Linked DNA regions of Mus musculus: regions 1, 3, 4, 5, 6 and 7 are each linked to region 2. A link is a contact called in public ChIA-PET, Hi-C, HiChIP or PLAC-seq and promoter capture Hi-C data. All regions are on one chromosome and are shown on one strand. Each heading gives the region's core, a stretch centred on a gene start, on an enhancer-like site or on the middle of the called end of the contact. The rest is flanking DNA. Distances are from core to core; before and after follow the strand shown. Region 1 holds the start of Pigm (phosphatidylinositol glycan anchor biosynthesis, class M). Region 2 holds the start of Alyref2 (Aly/REF export factor 2). Region 3 holds the start of Dusp12 (dual specificity phosphatase 12). Region 4 holds the start of Atf6 (activating transcription factor 6). Region 5 holds the start of Dcaf8 (DDB1 and CUL4 associated factor 8). Region 6 holds the start of Kcnj10 (potassium inwardly-rectifying channel, subfamily J, member 10). Region 7 holds the start of Pea15a (phosphoprotein enriched in astrocytes 15A).

The links. Hi-C and Micro-C count contacts between places; a contact is called where the count stands out from the background. ChIA-PET counts read pairs in DNA pulled down with a chosen protein or histone mark. HiChIP or PLAC-seq counts read pairs in DNA pulled down with a chosen protein or histone mark. Capture Hi-C pulls out chosen DNA fragments and counts their contacts.
Region 1: an RNA polymerase II ChIA-PET map of memory CD8 T cells shows a contact between it and region 2, with 17 read pairs. The contact joins the promoter of Pigm here to the promoter of Alyref2 in region 2. A contact is called at or near these places in 1 of 39 promoter capture datasets (liver), 2 of 484 Hi-C or Micro-C datasets (muscle stem cells and rod photoreceptor), 1 of 115 datasets of contacts at active chromatin or transcription factors (memory CD8 T cells) and 1 of 9 other capture datasets (liver).
Region 3: a contact with region 2 is called in a Hi-C map of the N1E-115 cell line, with 2.6 times the contacts expected there. The contact joins the promoter of Dusp12 here to the promoter of Alyref2 in region 2. A contact is called at or near these places in 2 of 39 promoter capture datasets (hippocampal neurons and pre-B cells), 5 of 484 Hi-C or Micro-C datasets (the N1E-115 cell line, the P5424 cell line, embryonic stem cells and 1 more), 2 of 115 datasets of contacts at active chromatin or transcription factors (the SCID.adh cell line and embryonic stem cells) and 1 of 9 other capture datasets (liver).
Region 4: an H3K4me3 HiChIP or PLAC-seq map of the SCID.adh cell line shows a contact between it and region 2, with 12 read pairs. The contact joins the promoter of Atf6 here to the promoter of Alyref2 in region 2. A contact is called at or near these places in 1 of 484 Hi-C or Micro-C datasets (uterus), 1 of 115 datasets of contacts at active chromatin or transcription factors (the SCID.adh cell line) and 1 of 9 other capture datasets (liver).
Region 5: an RNA polymerase II HiChIP or PLAC-seq map of embryonic stem cells shows a contact between it and region 2, with 10 read pairs. The contact joins the promoter of Dcaf8 here to the promoter of Alyref2 in region 2. A contact is called at or near these places in 2 of 115 datasets of contacts at active chromatin or transcription factors (bone marrow-derived macrophages and embryonic stem cells).
Region 6: a promoter capture Hi-C map of adipose tissue shows a contact between it and region 2. The contact joins the promoter of Kcnj10 here to the promoter of Alyref2 in region 2. A contact is called at or near these places in 2 of 39 promoter capture datasets (embryonic stem cells and liver), 3 of 115 datasets of contacts at active chromatin or transcription factors (embryonic stem cells, large pre-B cells and pro-B cells) and 1 of 9 other capture datasets (adipose tissue).
Region 7: an RNA polymerase II ChIA-PET map of memory CD8 T cells shows a contact between it and region 2, with 27 read pairs. The contact joins the promoter of Pea15a here to the promoter of Alyref2 in region 2. A contact is called at or near these places in 3 of 115 datasets of contacts at active chromatin or transcription factors (effector CD8 T cells, extraembryonic endoderm stem cells and memory CD8 T cells).

Annotation. Positions count from the first base shown.
Region 1 is chr1:172,375,216-172,377,915 of GRCm38.p6, forward strand. It overlaps Pigm (phosphatidylinositol glycan anchor biosynthesis, class M), which reads left to right and starts at 1,316. Exons shown (of 1, transcript NM_026234.4): 1 at 1,316-2,700. The coding sequence starts at 1,484.
Region 2 is chr1:171,502,127-171,504,826 of GRCm38.p6, forward strand. Alyref2 (Aly/REF export factor 2) reads left to right here and starts at 1,352. Exons shown (of 1, transcript NM_019484.4): 1 at 1,352-2,624. The coding sequence starts at 1,531. The coding sequence ends at 2,187. LOC115487699 (a small nuclear RNA gene) reads right to left here and starts at 1,037; the gene lies at 922-1,037.
Region 3 is chr1:170,884,003-170,886,796 of GRCm38.p6, forward strand. Dusp12 (dual specificity phosphatase 12) reads right to left here and starts at 1,538. Exons shown (of 6, transcript NM_023173.2): 1 at 1,065-1,538. The coding sequence starts at 1,405.
Region 4 is chr1:170,866,441-170,869,140 of GRCm38.p6, forward strand. It overlaps Atf6 (activating transcription factor 6), which reads right to left and starts at 1,331. Exons shown (of 16, transcript NM_001081304.1): 1 at 1,210-1,331. The coding sequence starts at 1,261. Gm9929 (a long non-coding RNA gene) reads left to right here and starts at 1,390. Exons shown (of 2, transcript XR_003948181.1): 1 at 1,390-1,474; 2 at 2,141-2,700.
Region 5 is chr1:172,146,609-172,149,353 of GRCm38.p6, forward strand. It overlaps Dcaf8 (DDB1 and CUL4 associated factor 8), which reads left to right and starts at 1,407. Exons shown (of 14, transcript NM_001357204.1): 1 at 1,407-1,730; 2 at 2,641-2,713.
Region 6 is chr1:172,339,906-172,342,605 of GRCm38.p6, forward strand. It overlaps Kcnj10 (potassium inwardly-rectifying channel, subfamily J, member 10), which reads left to right and starts at 1,305. Exons shown (of 2, transcript NM_001039484.1): 1 at 1,305-1,546.
Region 7 is chr1:172,205,520-172,208,219 of GRCm38.p6, forward strand. Pea15a (phosphoprotein enriched in astrocytes 15A) reads right to left here and starts at 1,285. Exons shown (of 4, transcript NM_011063.3): 1 at 1,078-1,285. Gm17224 (a long non-coding RNA gene) reads left to right here and starts at 1,464. Exons shown (of 5, transcript XR_865735.3): 1 at 1,464-2,700.

The DNA.
Region 1 (2,700 bases), core at 66-2,565, 870 kb after region 2:
TATACTGTGATAACACAGTATCATTCAAATAACTCTTGACAGGCTCGACTTCTAAGATCAAGCCAGACAGTCTGTGTCAGTTACCATGTGCCTGCAACTGTAATGCAAGGAAGTACAAAGAAATACATACTTTCTACTCTCAAGAACCCTACAATTTAGTTATAAGGTTATTTGAATGGTAATGTGTTATCACAGTATATTATGGGCAATGCATAGTAAAAAACCAATAGAGGTAGTTATTAATCTACACCATGTAATTACATCAAAGCACAGACATACCAGACTATGACTAGAGGTTAATACGGCTCACTCAAAGGATAAATGTGAAGTGTAGGATGAGAGATGTCTAGGCCGAATGGAGCCACTTCTATGGTAATCTAGAAGACATTCCCTAGGGGCAGGCTCAGTTTGTAAGATCAAGGCAGTCTGCGTCAGTTACCATGCGTCTGAGACTGTAATACATTACAAGAAAGTACAAAGAAATAAAGAAATACTTTCTACTCTCACGAACAATTTACTTGAAACTGAAAACATTGTAAAATAAAGTATGAAGTTCTTGGCCCGGCGTGGTGGCGCACGCCTTTAATCCCACCACTTGGGAGGCAGAGGCAGGCGAATTTCTGAGTTCGAGGCCAGCCTGGTCTACAGAGTGAGTTCCAAGACAGCCAGGACTATACAGAGAAATCCTGTCTCGAAAAACCAGAAAAAAAAAAAAAAAAGAGTATGAAGTTTTAAAAAGTCAATTATAAGTGCAGTAAGAAATCAGGAAAAGAATGAAAGAGTTGGAGTCTTTGGCAAGAAACTAATAGTGGTAGGGTGAACGGAGTGGGTTGACGGCCGATTTTGACCTAGTTGAAGAGTTCTTGAAAAGAACGGAGTTGACAGTACTCCAGGGGAGACAATCTAGACGTATTTCGGTAGGAGGAACCTTCTTATCAGGGTAAAAAGACTATTTTATTTTAGGCTTATTCTTTCCATCTGTATTTCCCACTCTCAGTCCTCCAAGCCAGTTGGGCGGGATGTAAGTAGCAGCAGGTAGCAGCTCACTGTGTTCAGCGTCCTCCTCCGTAGATCTGAGCTGGGAACGCGGAAGCTCTGGTTACTAAAAACAAAGTTCACCCAGGTCCCAGGTCCACGACATCTCAGCCACTCCGGGATTTCCGGACAGCGGAAGCGTCGCCAATAAGGGACCGGAAATCCCGCCTTCGCCGGAGGAAGCTGCGGACGCTAGACAGCCAATCCCGAGGAAGGCAATCGTTCCGCGGAGACAGCTGAGAGCCCGCGCGGGGCTGGAGGCCGGAAGTACCGTGGGGGCGGGACTTGGGGTGCCGGAAGTGATCATTCCTCGGTTCTTCCTGTCGGTGCTGTAGCAGAGGAGATGCTCCCGGCGGCTGAGAGGCGTCAGCCCGAGGACGGTTAGCGAGAGGGGCGCAGTGTGGACCCGGGGCCGGGCCGGGCCGGGCGGGTGGCCCGCACTCGGACCATGAGCTACCCCATGCACTGGGGGGAATGGATCCTGAACTTTCGGGTGCCGCCCGCCGGGGTGTTCGGCGTGGCCTTCCTGGCCCGGGTCGCCCTGGTTTTCTACGGTGTCTTCCAGGACCGGACTCTGCTGGTGAGGTACACCGACATAGACTACCACGTGTTCACGGACGCCGCGCGCTTCGTCACGGAAGGGCGCTCCCCGTACCTGCGGGCGACCTACCGCTACACCCCGCTCCTGAGCTGGCTCCTCACCCCCAACGTCTACCTCAGCGAACTCTTCGGCAAGTTTCTCTTCATCAGCTGCGATCTCCTCACCGCCTTCCTCCTGTACCGCCTGCTGCTGCTCAAGGGGCTGGGGCGCCGCCAAGCCTGTGGCTACTGCGTCTTCTGGCTTCTCAACCCTTTGCCCATGGCGGTGTCCAGCCGGGGCAACGCGGACTCCATCGTCGCCTCCCTGGTTCTCTCGACCCTGTACTTCATAGAGAAACGGCTCATCGCGTGCGCCGCGGTGTTCTATGGCTTCGCGGTGCACATGAAGATGTACCCGGTGACCTACATCCTCCCCATAGCGCTCCATCTGCGGCCCGAGCGCGACGATGACGAGCGTCTCCGGCAAGCCCGGTTCTCTTTCCAGGCTCGTTTGTACGACTTCCTGAGGAGGCTGTGTAGCTGGGCAGTGCTGCTTTTCGTAGCAGTTGCAGGGCTCACGTTTGTTGCCCTGAGCTTCGGTTTTTACTATAAGTACGGTTGGGAGTTTTTGGAGCACACCTACTTTTATCACCTAACTAGGAGGGATATCCGCCATAATTTCTCTCCGTACTTCTATATGCTGTATTTGACTGCCGAGAGCAAGTGGAGTTTTACTCTGGGGATTGCGGCGTTCCTGCCACAGTTCATCTTGCTGTCAGCCGCATCTTTCGCCTACTACAGAGACCTTGTCTTCTGCTGTTTCCTTCATACGTCCATTTTTGTGACTTTTAACAAAGTCTGCACCTCTCAGTACTTTCTTTGGTATCTCTGCCTTCTGCCTCTGGTGATGCCACTGGTGAGGATGCCTTGGAAAAGAGCCGTAGTCCTCTTACTGTTCTGGTTCATAGGACAGGCCTTATGGCTGGCTCCTGCATATGTTCTAGAGTTTCAAGGAAAGAACACCTTCCTGTTTATTTGGTTAGCCGGTTTGTTCTTCCTTCTGATCAACTGTTCCATACTGATTCA
Region 2 (2,700 bases), core at 102-2,601:
AAGTACACTGTAGCTGTCTTCAGACACACCAGAAGAGGGAGTCAGATCTCATTACGGATGGTTGTGAGCCACCATGTGGTTGCTGATTTGAACTTCGGACCTTCGGAAGAGCAGTCGGTGCTCTTAACCACTGAGCCATCTCTCCAGCCCCCTTGTTACCTGTTCTTATTACTGAGGTATTTTAGCTATAAGGAGACTGAGGTATTTCAAAGGGACAGTCTCTGTCCTTAAGGGAAAGGTCTTGGGTGGGAGAGTAGTTTTCATTTTTTTGGGGGGGGAGGGACTGGGGGGAGATGGGGAATTGCATCATAGTCTAGCCCCTCCCACAGCTCTGAGGGTAACCTGTCCCTTCTGCTCGAGTGGCTGCATTTATTTTTTAGAATGTATCTGCCTTTATTTGTATGAATATTTTGCCTGCGTATCTGAGCGTTGCTTGGCACTGATGGAAGTCAGAAGGGGGCGCTAGTTCTTCCTCAGCTACAGAGCTGGGTTAGCCATCTTGCTAGAAAATTGTACGTGCCTTAAGTCCATAACCACCTTGCACTTAAATAAAATATTAAAAATAATGGTTTATACATATGTTCACTGAGACCACAACATAACGCAGCTAGATAAAAAACAGCTTAATAAATAACATGTCTACAGACTTCCCACAAAAACTTAGTATTTGCTTTTAAAGGCTTATTTACTTTATCGGTTATGAGACACAACGCCATGCGACTGAGCCCTTTTAACCAATGAGCTGTCTCTTTAGCCTAAGCTCAAGCCATTTTTACCTTACAGTGGTTAACACTGAAGACAAGAAAATACATAGAGCACACAATAAAGACTGTTAATTCTAACTTTGGTTAACACTGAAGACAAAAAAATACATAGAGCACACAATAAAGACTGTTAATTCTAACTTTAAACATTATTAATAGCCTTGCTAAAGCAAGGCCTCAAAAAATTAGTGTAAGACTCAGAATTGTTCCTCTCCACGGAAATCTTTAGTAAAAGGCGAAAGATTTATACGATCTGAAGAGAAACCAGAGTATACCCAGCTGTCCTAGTGTACAGTTCTCGGCCGACTGTATTTCCTAGACAACTAATGGTGACTATTTACTCCTAAAGACACTGACTACTTTATTATATCAGATAAATCTTTGAAGGTTCTATCACATTAAGGAATAAAAGGAATAAAACAGAACAACGAAAACAACACGCTACCCTTTTAAATTATACAACCATCTGTGTGCACTGCATTGTGGGTATGCAAATATCGCGGAGAAGCCGCGTGGCCCGCTCGGTTTCCGGAAGTGCCTCGAATTTGTCCCAGATGTCTCTAGGCGCTGGGCGGCCACCAGGGGTCAGAGCGAAAGCCAGATTCACAAGCGCACAGACTTCCAATTTCCAAGTGTGATTTTGGTGCGCTTGTGATTCCAGCACCGGTCGGAGAGGCGGAGTCAAGGCGGGGGAATCATTGAATTTGAGTACTTTCTGGTCTGCACCGCGAGGGCCGGGCCAGTCAGGCCCGGATCCGCGCCCGCCATGGCCGACAAGATGGACATGTCTTTGGACGACATCATTAAGCTGAACCGTAACCAGCGCCGGGTGAATCGAGGCGGCGGGCCTAGGAGGAACCGGCCCGCCATCGCCCGCGGCGGCAGGAACCGGCCGGCACCGTACAGTAGACCGAAACCACTTCCGGACAAGTGGCAGCACGACCTATTCGACAGCGGCTGCGGGGGTGGGGAAGGCGTGGAGACCGGTGCCAAGCTGCTCGTGTCAAACCTGGACTTCGGGGTGTCAGATGCTGACATTCAGGAACTCTTTGCTGAATTTGGAACGTTGAAAAAAGCCGCTGTGGACTACGATCGCTCTGGACGAAGTTTAGGGACGGCGGATGTACACTTTGAACGGAGGGCAGATGCCCTGAAGGCTATGAAGCAGTACAAGGGCGTCCCTTTGGATGGCCGCCCTATGGACATCCAGCTTGTCACGTCACAGATCGATCCACAGCGAAGACCTGCACAAAGCGGAAACAGAGGCGGCATGACAAGGAGCCGTGGCTCTGGAGGCTTTGGTGGCCGCGGCAGCCAGGGAAGGGGTAGAGGCACTGGCAGGAACTCAAAGCAGCAGCAGCTTTCTGCAGAGGAGTTGGACGCACAGCTGGATGCTTACAATGCAAGGAGGGACACCAGCTAAACAACCGAACAAATCCGCACAAGAACCGGGACCCAGACGCCTCGTCTGTGATGCCTTAGAGGGAGGGTAGGCAACTGGACTGTGCAGACAATGGTGAATTTGGTTTTTTGTTTCTTTTTACTTCCTGTTTTAAAATAGGATCTAAAAACTCATGTAAAGTTTTTTTTTTTTTTTTTTTTTAAATTCTGAAACAGACCTGTTTTGTACTGAGTTATTTTTTGGGATAAGTTTTCCTGGGTGCTGTTGTGGAGAAGGTGGCATTTTCACCTTTGTCATAATAAAATAGAAATGTGTGTAGAACTGGAAAAATTAAAAAAGAAAAAGAAAAATTACAAATTACAATATGACTTTTATGGACAGAACACATGACTGACTAGCATGCATGAAGAAGTGGGTTTCATTCTCAGCTCCATCATGTAAGAATAAAACAAGAATTGAAAAAACCTTGCCTTTGATGCAGCTCAGTGGCAGAATGCCTACTCACCATGAGCAAGGAAGGCGGTGGGTTTAATT
Region 3 (2,794 bases), core at 288-2,787, 620 kb before region 2:
CACCACCGCCCAGCCTCAATCACTTTTCTATACAACTGTCCAGTCTTAATTATTCCAAGAATGTGAACCGTTTTTGTCTTAGTCAGGGTTTCTATTCCTGCACAAACATCATGACCAAGAAGCAAGTTGGGGAGGAAAGGGTTTATTCAGCTTACACTTCCATGCTGCTGTTCATCACCAAGGAAGTCGGGACTGGAACCCAAGCAGGTCAGGAAGCAGGAGCTGATGCAGAGGCCATGGAGGGATGTTCCTTACTGGCTTGCTTTCCCTGGCTTGCTTTCTTATAGAACCCAAGACTACCAGCCCAGGTGGGTGGGACCTTGATCACTAATTGAGAAAATGCCCCACAGCTGGATCTCATGGAGGCACTTCCCCAACTGAAGCTCCTTTCTCTGTGATAACTCCAGCCTGTATCAAGTTGACTCACAAAACCAGTCAGTACAGTTTTCCTTTGGTCCGTGAATGTTTCTCTAAACTTGCCCGTCACGTATAACTTTGATTAAAAATCCTCCAGCATGGTTTCACACTCAAGGTGTGCAGCCCTCTGGACAGAAGCAGGTGGACATCTGTGCTTTTTGAAGCCAGCCTGCTCTACATAGCGAGTTCCAGGCCTGCCAGATCTATACAGTAAGACCCAGTCTCAAAAAACAAAAAGTCACATGTTTTTCCCTTGTTAATCACAGTGGCCTTTAGGGCGAGGAAGTATCACGTATTTTCACCCCAATACATCTGACCTGTATTACATTCGCCGGCTTGAGTGTCTGACTTCTCTTACAAATCTGATAAACTTTAACCTAACCCCCAAAATATAGACAAGCAGATAGAACGATGGACGAATGGACGGATAGATGGATGCACAGACAGACAGACAGTTGCTGCAAGATGAAATCAAACAAAACACTAACCAAGGGCGGGTTTTGGAACCCTCATTGGAACCACACACCCCAAGGGAAGATGAGGAACGAGGGTCTTGGCTCTGACAGCCTGGAACCTCCACTTTTGGGCGCCTCTGCAGAGAGGCGAGACCCGGTGCAAGGCACCGCCCCCCTGCACGTGGCACTCACCAGTGCACCAACACCGCGCGGCCTTCGGAGCGAGCCTGGCCGATGAAGGCCACGCAGCGATCCAGGTGGCTGAGCAGGTCGGTCTCGGGTTTGTCCAGCGCCGGCACGAAGAGGCTCCGGAGACCTTCGAACCCAGCCCCAGCCGGGAAAGCCGGTTCAGAGTCCACCGTCAGCACGGCGGTGATGCCCGCCTCCCTCAGATGGCCCGGTTCCGCCACTGCCGCTGCCCCACCCAGATACAGCCCGGGCCGCACTTCCACGGCGTGCCCTGCCGAGCTGGCGGGACTGGCAGTCGGAGCCTGGCGCTCGCAGCCATGGTTAGAACCCTGCGCTTCCAACATGGCAGAGCCAGGAAGCCAGGCAGCCGCTGCCCGCCACCAAGTCACCGGCTAGAGTGACTGACTCCTGTGTCGGAATAGCTCCAGCCGCTCAGCAGCGCCGTGGGAGGACCATGGCAATAGGGAAAATGACTGCTTCTGGGGAAGGTGATGTGAGCCGTGCTCGGGCTGTGTGCTTAAATAAGCTCCATTTAGAGCAGCTTTTCCACCCAACCTTCTAAAGTCCAAGGCAGAAAAATAAAGTCTCCATTCATCCGTTGCTGGTAGGACCACAAACTTGTACAGTCACTATGGAAATCAGCTTGGAGGTTCCTCAGGAAAATGGGAATCTATCTCAAGATCCAGCAAAGCCACTCTTCCTACCATTTGAGACATTTGCCCAACCATGTTGCCTATTGATGCCTCATAATAGCCAGAAATTGGAAACAACCTAGATGTACAACAGAAGACTGAATAAAGAAAATGTGGTACATTCACACAATAAGGTATTACTCAGCCATTTTAAAAAAAAAAAATAAAATTTGCAGATAAATGGATGAAACTCGGGAAAAAAAAATCATTCTGAGTGAGGTAACCCAGACCCTGAAAGACAAATCTGGTATGTATAAGCTTATATGTGGATATTAGCTGTGATAACTGATGTGTTAAAATAGAGGCTCGAGTCTGAACACAGTACACTGGGCCCAAACAGTTCCACGTGTAAGAATTTTATTGGGGGATGGGAGGGAGGTGGCGGCAGAAAGAGAAGTGAGGGAGGGAGGGAGAGGGAGAGATGGGGGCAGCTCTGGAGTGGGATGTTCTTCTTGAGGCTTTTGGGGTAGAGAGGGAAGAGCTTAGGCGGAGGGTAGGACTTTGTTGAGATATTTAGGGATGCTGTATAATAAAGCGTTTACTTATCTAAGCCTAAGTTACCGTGCTGTTGTAGCTGATCTGCCTTCTGTGATCCTCTGAGGCCAGAAACTACAGTTTCTGGCAACTAGCACCTCTTCTTCAAGCCACAAGAGAGATAGATAGATATGTCTATCTCAGCAGGAACTGCTGGGCTCTAACTTTCAGCCTGCTAGTCCGGTCTCAGGAAGAGAAGACACTTAGATAAATAATTATAGAGTTTATTACCAAGTTGTAAAAAGTTTCCTATGAAAGCTATCTAAGGGGAAAAGCAGAAAGATCCTGAGTGGGTAAAGGGAAAAATTCTCTAAGTGGGGAAAGGGAAAAGAATCTAGTCTAAGTGGGGAAAGGCAAAAAAGTCTCCTCTATTGATCTTAGCTCTCCATTGATCTTAGTTCTCTATGATTCTTTCGTGTCTCTTTGTCCTTGGTACTTATACGTCTTCCAGAATACATGATCACATGTTACAAGTTCATCACAAGTTCACACAAAAAATCAAATCAT
Region 4 (2,700 bases), core at 81-2,580, 640 kb before region 2:
CTCGTCTAAGACTCAGAGAACAGATTCTGTCAACCTCTGTTTCAACATCTATAGGATGGCGGGACCTCATTGGACTGTTATGAACATAACATAAATAACACATGTAGTGTGCTTAGCAAAATAAAGTCCTAAACAAGTGACTGCTGTTACTATAACAAAAGCATTTAGCTGGGGAAATGAACTGGAGAATGAACATTTAAAGGTTTTTTTTTTCCAGAAAGTTGTCAAAATCGGCCCAAAGATTAAAATAAACCTTTTATAGATTGTAATTGTAGAGAGCATCTGCCACTGTTAAATTAAACTAGGATTCCAACACTTCCTAGTTGAGGGCCCACTCATGTTATAGTGGAATGTTAGTCCATGAAAAAAAAGTGTCCCCAAAACTGAAGGACAATGTAGTCTCACTACAGGATCCATTGAGCCACCTACAGAACTCCATTCACATATTAACACACATAATCCTGTTAACATTCTGTCTTGAAATCGAGAAGGGACTATCAGCTTTCTCTAAGGATTTGGATGCCAAAGCTTGTTCCTTGTCATTCTCTGGTCCATCCTTCCTGAACACTAAAAATAGACTTAACAAGAGATTTCAGAGCTGTGTTTGGACAGCAGTCAGGATTACATCAGTTTGTGTTAGATCTAGTAATCAGGGACACGAGGTCAGGTGCTTGGGAGAGTTTCTTCTTTGCCAATTTGGATCTATGTCTTAAACCAACAGTTCAAGCTGGGAGCCAAGGATTTTCTTCTGTATTTTAACCAAGTTTTCTCAACATATCTCGTACACGTTCAGTGCGCGCGCGCGCACACACACACACACACACACACTCACACACACACATACACACACACACACTCAGCGCTCCCCAGCCACACGCCCACAGTCTGAGAAAATAGCTTGGAGCCTTTGGGGCAGCTACAATCATCATCCTACTAAGTTCTGGTCCCTCACGATCACCTGGAATTTCCACCAGGAACACACGCTGAAAAACTACAGCAATTTCAATTAGAACATCATTCCATTATTGCTACGGCCAGGACAGAAGCCCAGAGGCTCTGCCAGCCTCTTCTACGACCCTCAACCCGTGGCCTCGCTCCCCGGACACGGGTCGTCCACACCTGTCACCGCCACCGGGCGGAAATCGGGAGGAGAAAAAAACCCGCAGACGCGGCCCGACCTAGCTCGGGTACATTCGCAGATCCACTCACCCCAGTCTTCATCTGGTCCATGAGGAAGAACCGGACTAAAAGGCGACTCCATGGCGCCGGCAACACAAGCCGGCTTCCCCGAAACAGACACCTCTCCCTCACAACTCGGATGGGTGAGTAACCTGAAACGGCGGCGGCCGGAGGACAAAATAAGCTGAACGCTGACACGGACGGTGGCCGGGCGGAGGCAAACTATCTCACCGCACGCGGGAACTGGGATCCAAAGCTAAGGAGACGTCAGCAGATAAGCAAACTCAATAGACTTGTGAGTAAATATTTCCCTACGAGGATTTCAGCACTTTCTGTCCCGCTGTGGGGTTTTGTGGTTGTTCTTTTTTGTTTCTCTCTCCCTCTCTCTCTTTTTTTTTTTAAATTGAGCGAAGAGCACGCAGATTTTACCGCTTTGTTAAAATTCGCTGATAGTACTAAAACTGAAAAGTCTCCTGATCATAGTGGCTTGTTCTTTGTGCTTAATACTACGATATAGACATCTCAGAACGAAATTAGAAATTGACAGTAAACCTGATTCTGTATTTATAAATGCTTTTCAATCGCTGTAAAAATTTTCCACGTACACGGTAAATAAAGAAAAATACAAATTTCCGACATGTGTTAGAACCACTCCTTTACTGGGACAGAATCCGAGGTAAACTTTCTCACAAATAATACTTGTAGAAAACCCACCTTCAAACAAATTTAAACAAAGAAAATATATAAGATAAATTCTCCATGTCCGCACTTACCTCCTAAAGAAGAGTTTCTAAAACTCGCAATAAGCTGTCAATCTCTTATTACTAAAATCCAAAATTCTAAATATTTTTAGAGAAGAATCATGCATCACGGATTCCAACTGGAAAATGTGAGCAATTTGAAACAACAGTTTCGAGAACCTACTTAGTGTTGTTTACTTTTCGGTTTTACTCGATTTCAGTAGCCAGGGACTGCATTCAAACCCAGACGGTGAATGAACACGGATCCCTCTAGGACCGAGAGGAACTTTTCCCATGGTTACAAACAAACATAAATGCTTCCCAGAATCCTCCGAGCTCCTCGTGGCTGCGGTTACTACCGATTGCGATTGCGGAATGCAACAAGGTGAGAGGAAAGCCAGGTCAGAATTCGTGAAGTCCGGCTGGGACCACACCCGCATACACACGTGCAATGCACCGCCCGCGCGCACATACATACATATATACATACACACACATACATACACACATACATACACACATGCATGTGCAATACGCAGCACGCGCGTGCACATACATGCATACATACACGAACACACGCACACTCGCGATTCTGAAGTCCCCCTACGACAAATGACATTCCTTTCGTCGTTGGAATTATATATATATAAATTTTAAAAAAAAAATTTTTTTTTCGAGACAGGATTTCTCTGTGTAGCCCTGGCTGTCCTGGAACTCTGTAGCCTCAGAAATCCGCCTGCCTCTGCCTCCCGAGTGCTGAGATTAAAGGCGTGTACCACCA
Region 5 (2,745 bases), core at 157-2,656, 640 kb after region 2:
GATATAATGATCCTACTAGATTTTTCTGCTACAAATAAGAATGCTCCAGCCTGCTAGCTAGGAGTAATCTGGAATCCTAGAATCCTGGTTAGGTTTCCTTTAGGTGTCAGCAGAAAGTAGTGTACAGAGGTTACCTAAAACCAGCAACCTGCAGAGTTATGTGGCGTATCCATGTTTTAGCTGTATTTTCACAACAGCTAAATTATGAATAAACCTAGATATTTATCAACAGATGAATGAATTAAAGAAAATATAGAATATATACACAATAGGATCCATCAACTATGAAGAATGAAATAGTATTTGCAGATTATAAACAACATAAGTTAGACTCAGAAAGACAAATATGGCATGTCCTCTCCCATATGCAGAATCTGGATTTAAGTTCATGTATACATATGTCTATTAATTACACACACGTATTCATATTTAACAACAAAGTAGACAGGAGACTGAGAGGCAAGGAAGAGATATAAAGAGAGTTGAAGGAAAGCTAAGAAAAGAGAATGGAGTATACACTAGTCACAAAACTTAGTGGTAGTTATTGGAGGAAGGTAACCAAGAAGGGGAAAATGAGTGGGAAGGGGGCCATGAAGAAACAGGCATGACACATACATATGAAAATGCCACATGGAAACCTATTGCGTGTGTGTGTGTGTGTGTGTGTGTGTGTTGGGGATCGGGGAAGGACTTATTCTAGCCCCGAACTTACTATCCGTTGTTCTAGGTTGACCTCCAACTTGTGTATATCCTGTCTCAGCCTCCTGAGTGCTAGTTTGTAACCTGTTAGTTTGTATGCTCATTTAAAAAATTAAACTCTGCAGCGTTGAGCGCCTTTAATCCTAATCCCAGCGCCTGAGAGGCAGAGGCAGGTGGGTGATCTCTGTGAGATCTACAGTTCCAGGACAGCCCGGGTAGAAAGATCCTGTTTCAAATGAATAAATAAATCCTGTTTCTAAGCCGTGTCACTCCCACCCCCAGGTGTGGGGATCAAACTTTTAAAACTTTTAGACCCTTAGGAAGCATTCCAACATCCCCAAACCTTAGTGACTCTTTTAAACAAATGGACAAATGGGTGCTGGCAGAAGGCCTCTTAAGAAGCCATTGAAGGAAATGCAGCTTTGAGCCTGAAAGGAGAAAGGGGTTTTTCTTTAAACAAGGAAACAAACAAACAAAAAAATATGGCAAGAATTAGAACCTCAGGCCTGGAGGACACCTAGAAGTTTGCCTGCCAGAGCCTTTGGAATGAGGTTCATTTTCCGGCACAACTCCAAGGAGCCCCTAGATCGCATGTGTTTTGAATACCAGGAGACAAGCCATCACTCTCAAAGTACGAAAACAACTTGACTCCTCCGCCCCGCGCACGCGCCCCTCGCGGCTTCGGTTGGCCCGAGGCTCCGCCCCTTGTGCGGCCACCGGGAGGGTTGGGAGCCCAGAGCTCGCGGGACCGCTCTCGCTCAGTCTCCTCCAGCACAGCGTCGCAAACCCCGCCGGAAAGCGTGACGGCGCAGGCGCAGGCGCGGAGACCCGAGACGGTGGTGGTGGCTGCCGCTGGCCAGTGTAAGATGGCGGCGGCGTTGGTGGCGGCAGTGGACGGGGCGGCTGGGCCTGGAACAGTCGGAGCATCCGCTGGCAGAAGGATGACCCTAGATGGGAAGCGGGCTGCCGGGCCTCGCCAGCTCCCGTGCTTGTAACTGCCCCAGCCGGACGCCCTCCCCTTGACCTACCGGGTCCGTGTTTCGTCCGGCTCGGCCTGTTCCCCCCTCTCCCTGACCGCTTCCCCGCAGGACAGGCCCGATCCCTTTCCTAAAACTCCCGGACTTTAAGTCTTACTCCCCTCCTCCGAGTCGGTGCTGGGAGGACTCGTCCTCTGCCCGGGTCGGTCCACGGGGTTGCCCCCTAGGGCCAACCCCATGACTCACAGGGGCTTCTCGTTCGTCCGGTGACCCATTCGTAAACTCTCATTTCTCCCTTTATAATTTGGGGACCCGGCTCTGTTGGCGTCTCCTAGTCACTTCAGGGCCACCGCGCAGTGTGCCCCCTTCCCCCATCCCAAGATCTCAGGCCCAGCACCTCGTACGGAAGGCCGAGGTCCAAGAAACTGGCAGTCTGTTCTTGAATGCTTTGTGATCTAGTTCTCTTAATGTACTTCCCCTCCCCGTGTCCCGAAATCTTTTAGGACACCTTAGAACGGTCCCGCTTGGTCCTTATTAGTTGGAAAGCATCTGGCGGCTTGAATTTCTGACTCATGATTGTTGGTGTAGTCTGTAAACAAACCCGCACTAGAGCGATCACATTCTCCCGCGGATTCTCCCCTCCCCCCCCCTGCTCCGGAGTTTGCTTGAGACGGGTGGTTTGGTTTAAGAGTTGAAAAGATACAGGTTTTCCTCATAAGTGACTCTTTAGCCTTGGTGGAGCTGGGAGATAACTTTGCCTGGCGTTTAAATCTTGTGTTAATCCTTTGTGTTTCCATTACGGGCATGGGTTTTGTTCAGTAGTCAGAATTGAGTTAGGTAAGTTGTTTTGGTTTTAAATAGTTGTGAGGAGACTTTAAAAAAAAAAACATTAAAGTGTGGTCATAAATATTTTGGCTACTTTCAGAAGAGACGCCTTTGCCATGTAAACTTTCACTTTTCTCAGTTCTTCAGCGAACCTCCAGACCAGTTTTCTCAGGATCTTGGGCCTGACTTCGGTCGGCGATAAAAGCAGGAAGGTGAGTGGCATTGAAGGCGTTTAATTCCTCAA
Region 6 (2,700 bases), core at 55-2,554, 840 kb after region 2:
TCTCCCTCTCTCCTTCTTCCTTCCTTCCTTCCTTCCTTCCTTCCTTCCTTCCTTCCTTCCTTCCTTCCTTCCTTCCTTCCTTCCTTCCTTCCTTTCCTTCCTCCCTTCTTCTCTCCCTCCCTCTCTTTCTCCCTCCCTCCTCCCCCCTCCCATTCTTCTTTCTGTGCTGGTGATGAATGGAACCCAAGACAAGCATTCTACCTCTCAGCTACAACACCCTCAGCCCCAAAGAGGCCTTTTCAAAAGGCACATGTATTCTTCATCTTATGCATTTTGAGAGTTTTAAGCTAAACTAAAATATATATAGTTTCCCTGCTTTCAATCCTGAATTTATATTAACACAGTAAGTAAAGCAGTCTATTGATATGTAGTTCAATGTCTGTTATGAATAAAAGTGGGACGTCTTTATTTTCTTCTTTAGTGTATGCCATGCATCAGATAGAGGGTACAAATCACTCAAAACAGATCAGATAATGAGAGTACATAGTGGATGGGAAGAGTTTGACGCTATTTCCTAAGCTGATGTGTCTGTGTTCCCACAGGACTTCACAATGGCAGTTCCTCTGTCATCAGTATTCTTTCTGCCATCTCCTTGGACCTGGGCCTCCTGCATTCCTAGAACCTACGTAGACGTTATCTCTTTCCTCGAACATTTGTGGGGAACCCCCTAAATAGTGACCCTTCCTTCTTCTTCCACAGCTTTGGATGTCTCCCACACTTTGCACCGTACTGCGGCTTATTTTTCCTTGCAGGAGAAGTTGCTGCAGATGGAGATGATGTTTGGTCCTCTTTTGCACCCCACGCCGCACTCTCTACACAGGGAACAGCGAATAACTTGGAAATTGTACAGGATGCCAGAGCCCTGTAGCCCCAGGAACCCAGGCCAAGTCTGCCACAGTCTCGGTCCCAGTCGCAGCCCGTCCTGAATTCATTTCCACCTCATTAACTGGGGCCCAGTCCCGCCCCCGCGGCCCTCGTCCTGGTTCCTCCATTCTGACACGGCCGCCTCACTTTTCTTCTTTCTCTTCCCCCCTGTCATCTTGCCAGCTCGGCTTCTATCGCTACGCGTATCGTCTCTTCATCTCTCTTTCTCCGGGACTCTGTCTGGGTCTCTGTTCTTCGAGTGTTTCTGCACCCTAGTCCGTCTGGGTTTGCGCTTCCTATCCCCTAAGCCCCGCCCCTTGCCTTGCCCAAATCTCTCCAATCCCCAGGCGCTGATCTGGCGCTCCGATCTGCCATTGGCCGGCTCCAAGCTCCCCCCTCTGCCTCCGCCCTCCCGACCCCCGCCGGGCCCCTCCATTCACACAAAGTTTGGCTTCGGCACTGCAGAGGGAGGGGGCGGCCCGGCCCGGCCCAACTCTGCCCCCGGCCGGCCCGACCCCGGCCCCGGCCCCCGGACAAACCCTTATCTGATTCCAGCTCCGGGTTTAAGAGTCTTGGCCCTGCCTGTCGCACAGCTCCGCTCGCCGCTCCTGCCCGCCCCGTCTGTTCATCTGTCCCGCTGCCCCGCGATTTATCAGAGCAGCCACTTCACCTTCGAGCCAAGGTAAGACTCTGGCCCTGATAAAGGAGTGCTGGGTCCTATCCACTTATCCATCGGATCCCCCTAACCCTTTGGTCCCTACGGAAGCTGGTTGTACCCTATCAGTACAATCCGGGTCTCCCTCCTTCAGTCTTGGCAGTTCCAAGTGGACTTTCCTGGGAAGGGCCCCTCATCAAGAGTACTTTACTCAGGTTATTCACCTCGGGTCTTCCATCTAAGAAAGGGGCTTCCATGATATCCCCTCCTCATGACACTTGGCAGACCTGCAGTTGCATGGGGCTCATCCGGTTACTAGAGTAATTAATTACCACACATAAGCCTGCACCCACCCACACAGGAATAGAGACACTGCCCCTTGCTCCCAGTAGAGATAAGTTACTCCTGATTCCAGCCCTTCCCCCTTGCAGTGACATTCACACAGTGACACTCATTGACGGTCTTCTGAGCACCAGTTTGTTTACACATGGGGAGAAAGACAAGCACTAGATTAGAAGACGCAGTCACCCTGATGTGCCTGGGACCCTCTTCATTTCCTTCTGGGTTCCCACTTTGAGACCCCCTCCCTACCGACATCCCTCAATCCTTGAAATTGCCTCACAAGGACAATCTCAGAAGAAGATGTTTCTTCTGGAGCAGGGTAGATTAGTGCCTATGAATTCATCCTTTAGGGATCCCCTCTCCCACTCTCTGTCTTGCCCCATCAGGGACTGACCAAGGGCAGTCATGTTAGGATGGAACTGATTCTAGGGAGGAGACCCGAGGCCCAGAATGGCCAGAAGGACAAACCTGGGAAAGAAAAAATTTAGGGGTAGGACTTCTGGTATCTCGGGATTTCATTTCAGTAACTGAAGTGCCCTGGGCAGACTGAGGCTGACGGAGAGAGGCGAGGGTGCACAGAAATAAAGACAGATTTGGATCCAAGGGAAGGCAAAGCTTAAAGCCTGCTTAGGTTGCGTATCGATACAAATTCTGATGAGAGGTTTCTGGCCAGAGAGCCCTTGCTGTGGTGTTTGAAATGTTTTTCTCCCTATGGGACAGGCGGCTTTAGGTAGTCCAAGAGGACAGGAGATGGTAAAAGACGCCTTGGGAGCCTCCTGTTTGGGGTTACATGGAAGGCACAGAGTGGGCATGGAGAGACTGGCGCCATGAGCCGGCAG
Region 7 (2,700 bases), core at 35-2,534, 700 kb after region 2:
TCTTTCCTTTTCTCTGTGGCTCTCTGGTCAGCTCTCCCTGTCTTCTCACACATTCCTCTCATTCTCTCTCCCCCTGACTTGGGTTCCATCCTTGGCTGACTCATTCTTTTCACCCTCTCCCTGGCTTCTACTCCTTCCTCCATCCTTTGGCCATATTGATGTCCAGGCTCTAGCCACTCCCAGGTACCCTATGCTCTAAACTGGCAGTCAGCAACAAAGGTCACAAGAAGCCCCTCACCCAGGTAAGAGCACAGGCTCACCAGTCCTTGAGGTATTGCCCACTAAAACTGTAAAATCTGGGTGTGTTTGTGGACAGTGGTCCTTTCCACCCACTACTGAACATTCGTGTTAAGACTGATGCTGGTCAAGGAGACTCCACATGGGAGGTAACAAACGGGTTGTGGTGGGTGGGTGGATGCCTAGTGCAGGGGTGTTGTGATTTGGTTTGTATGAGAGGATGTGTGTAAGTCACATGGGTGTGTGTCACTGTGTGGTTGGCTGTCTTTTTTTTTTTCTTAAAGGTGTGTTTCTGTCCCTGTCGGTTTTGACAAGGATTGTTTTAAAAATTAGTGTCTTTATATTGGCTACATCATTCCTATGTATCCCCAGCCCCTTTCCTCTGGGCAAGCTTCCACCAATCCCACTCTCCTCAGATGCAGTAAACTGGGTGTGAGAGTACCCAGACCAGTTGCCTGCTGCCGGAGGAACTGAAGCAGGGCTGAGCTGAGCCTGGACGCCTGCAGAGGCGAGTCCGAAGCTAAAGCGAGGAGGGAGGGGCGGGAGCTGGCCTGGCTCGGCCGGCTGGGCGGGAAGCAGGCTACATCCTAATCCCCAGGCCCCGTCGGACTCCCAAACTGCTGTTCAGCACGGAATGGGCGGATGAAGCCACGCTGCCTGTGACACTCTCCAGTCTCTGGATGCATGGACAGAGAAGGACCCCATGGAGCCTGACACCGTGGACCTGTCTGAATCCTCAAGCTCCCCTATTTGTCCCCTGCGTCCGGGATCGTGACCCTCCAAACCCAGATCCCCAATCTACCTCCTCCCCACGACACATCTTCCCTCTGCCCCTCTCACCGCCTCCGGAGCTGAGAGCTCAGGGTGCGGGCACTCCCGGGTCCCCGGTTCCTAAGCAGCGTCTGGAGCCTGCTCCTTGGCTCCTGCCACCGCTGCCGCCGATCCTGCCGCCGCCGCCTCTTCCGCCCGTGGAGCAGAGCTTGAGCCCAGCACCGCCTCACCCCACCCGACTGGCCGGTGATGTCAGAGCCGGGGAGGGGCGGGGGGCGGGGAGCGGGGAGGAAAGGGGGAGGGGAAGCAGGAGGGGACAGGGACTGGGGACTGGGGTTCTGGAAGGCTCCTAGGATGGGGGCAGGACTGGGATGGAATATGGACTCTTCCCCTTAAACTGTGAGAAGATCCTCGTTTTTTTCCTAATGGGTCACTTTCCTGCCCTCTGACCTTTGGTTGGTCACGATGGCCAGGACCCCTGGAAGGCAGATCAATTTGGATTGGGGGATTTGGAAGACCTATGGCCTCTGGGTTCTCTTAGCTACTTCGCTTTGGTATTTAGAAATCCTATTTCCTAGCCTTATAGATCAGAGACTCAGTAGGAAACGGTCAAGTTTATCCACGCTAGGAATAAAAATGGGACAGGGGCAGGCAGCAACAGGGAAATCTCTTTTACTTGGCCCGGGGCCATGAGCTCTTGTGTATAATAGCAGCTGGACCCCTGAGCACCTCCTGCCTTTCCCAAATATACCCCCACACACGCACCCCCACACCCCCACACACTATGATGTAATTTTATTTTCTGGAGGAAAAAAGCCATGAGCTCAGCATGCAAATATAGACAACAAAGCCACACTTAGCTGTCTCCTAGCTCTGTCCTTCTGCCTAGGCCCAGTGTGATAATTCTCACTTCCCCTACACCTCAGGGACTTTCCTCCTCCAGAGGCTCACTCAGCCGGGCTGAAAGAGGGAGGAGGGAGGAGGGAGAATTGGAGAAGCATCCGATTTTCACCCTACCTCCATGAGGGGCGTCAGCTCAGCTCTGCAAGTGCCTGACCCTGAGAACGGCTTCAATGTTTGCACACCACCAGGAACACCCCATTTTGCCTTCAGGTCCAGCTGATCAGAGACCCTTCCAGAAGCCTAAGATGAGCCCCTTCTTCTGGGAGGAGCAGGTCCTGGTCCTGTGCCTTAGGTTTCATATATAGTTCTTCTCTTTGCTCCTCTTACCCCCAGCCCCACCCCCACCCCCCACATGGCTGCCCATTGCTCCTTTGAGGGTAACTAATATACCCTCAGAAGTTGCTTTTGTTTCTGAGTCGCTGTAGGGTCGGAATCTATCATGTTGACCCATCTTTGAGACACAGAGTGACTGTACACTTTTGCATAGACATACCACATTTACATGAGACAAATGAGGCAGAGCAAAACACAGAGAATGTGGACTTTATACTTATTCTGTTTCCATAGACAAATTAAGTCCATAAAGTTGAGGATACCAGTCTCACTTCATAGGGTTCTTCTGAGAATCAGGAATAATAAAGTTTTTAGGGACTGGTACCAGATAGGTGCAAAAAAAAAAAATCAAAGACATGTAGTCTAGTATCTTTTGATCTATATGAAGTGAATCCCATAATATTTTTATGATGTAACCTAATACCCAATTACCTATTAGTTATCCATTACATGTGA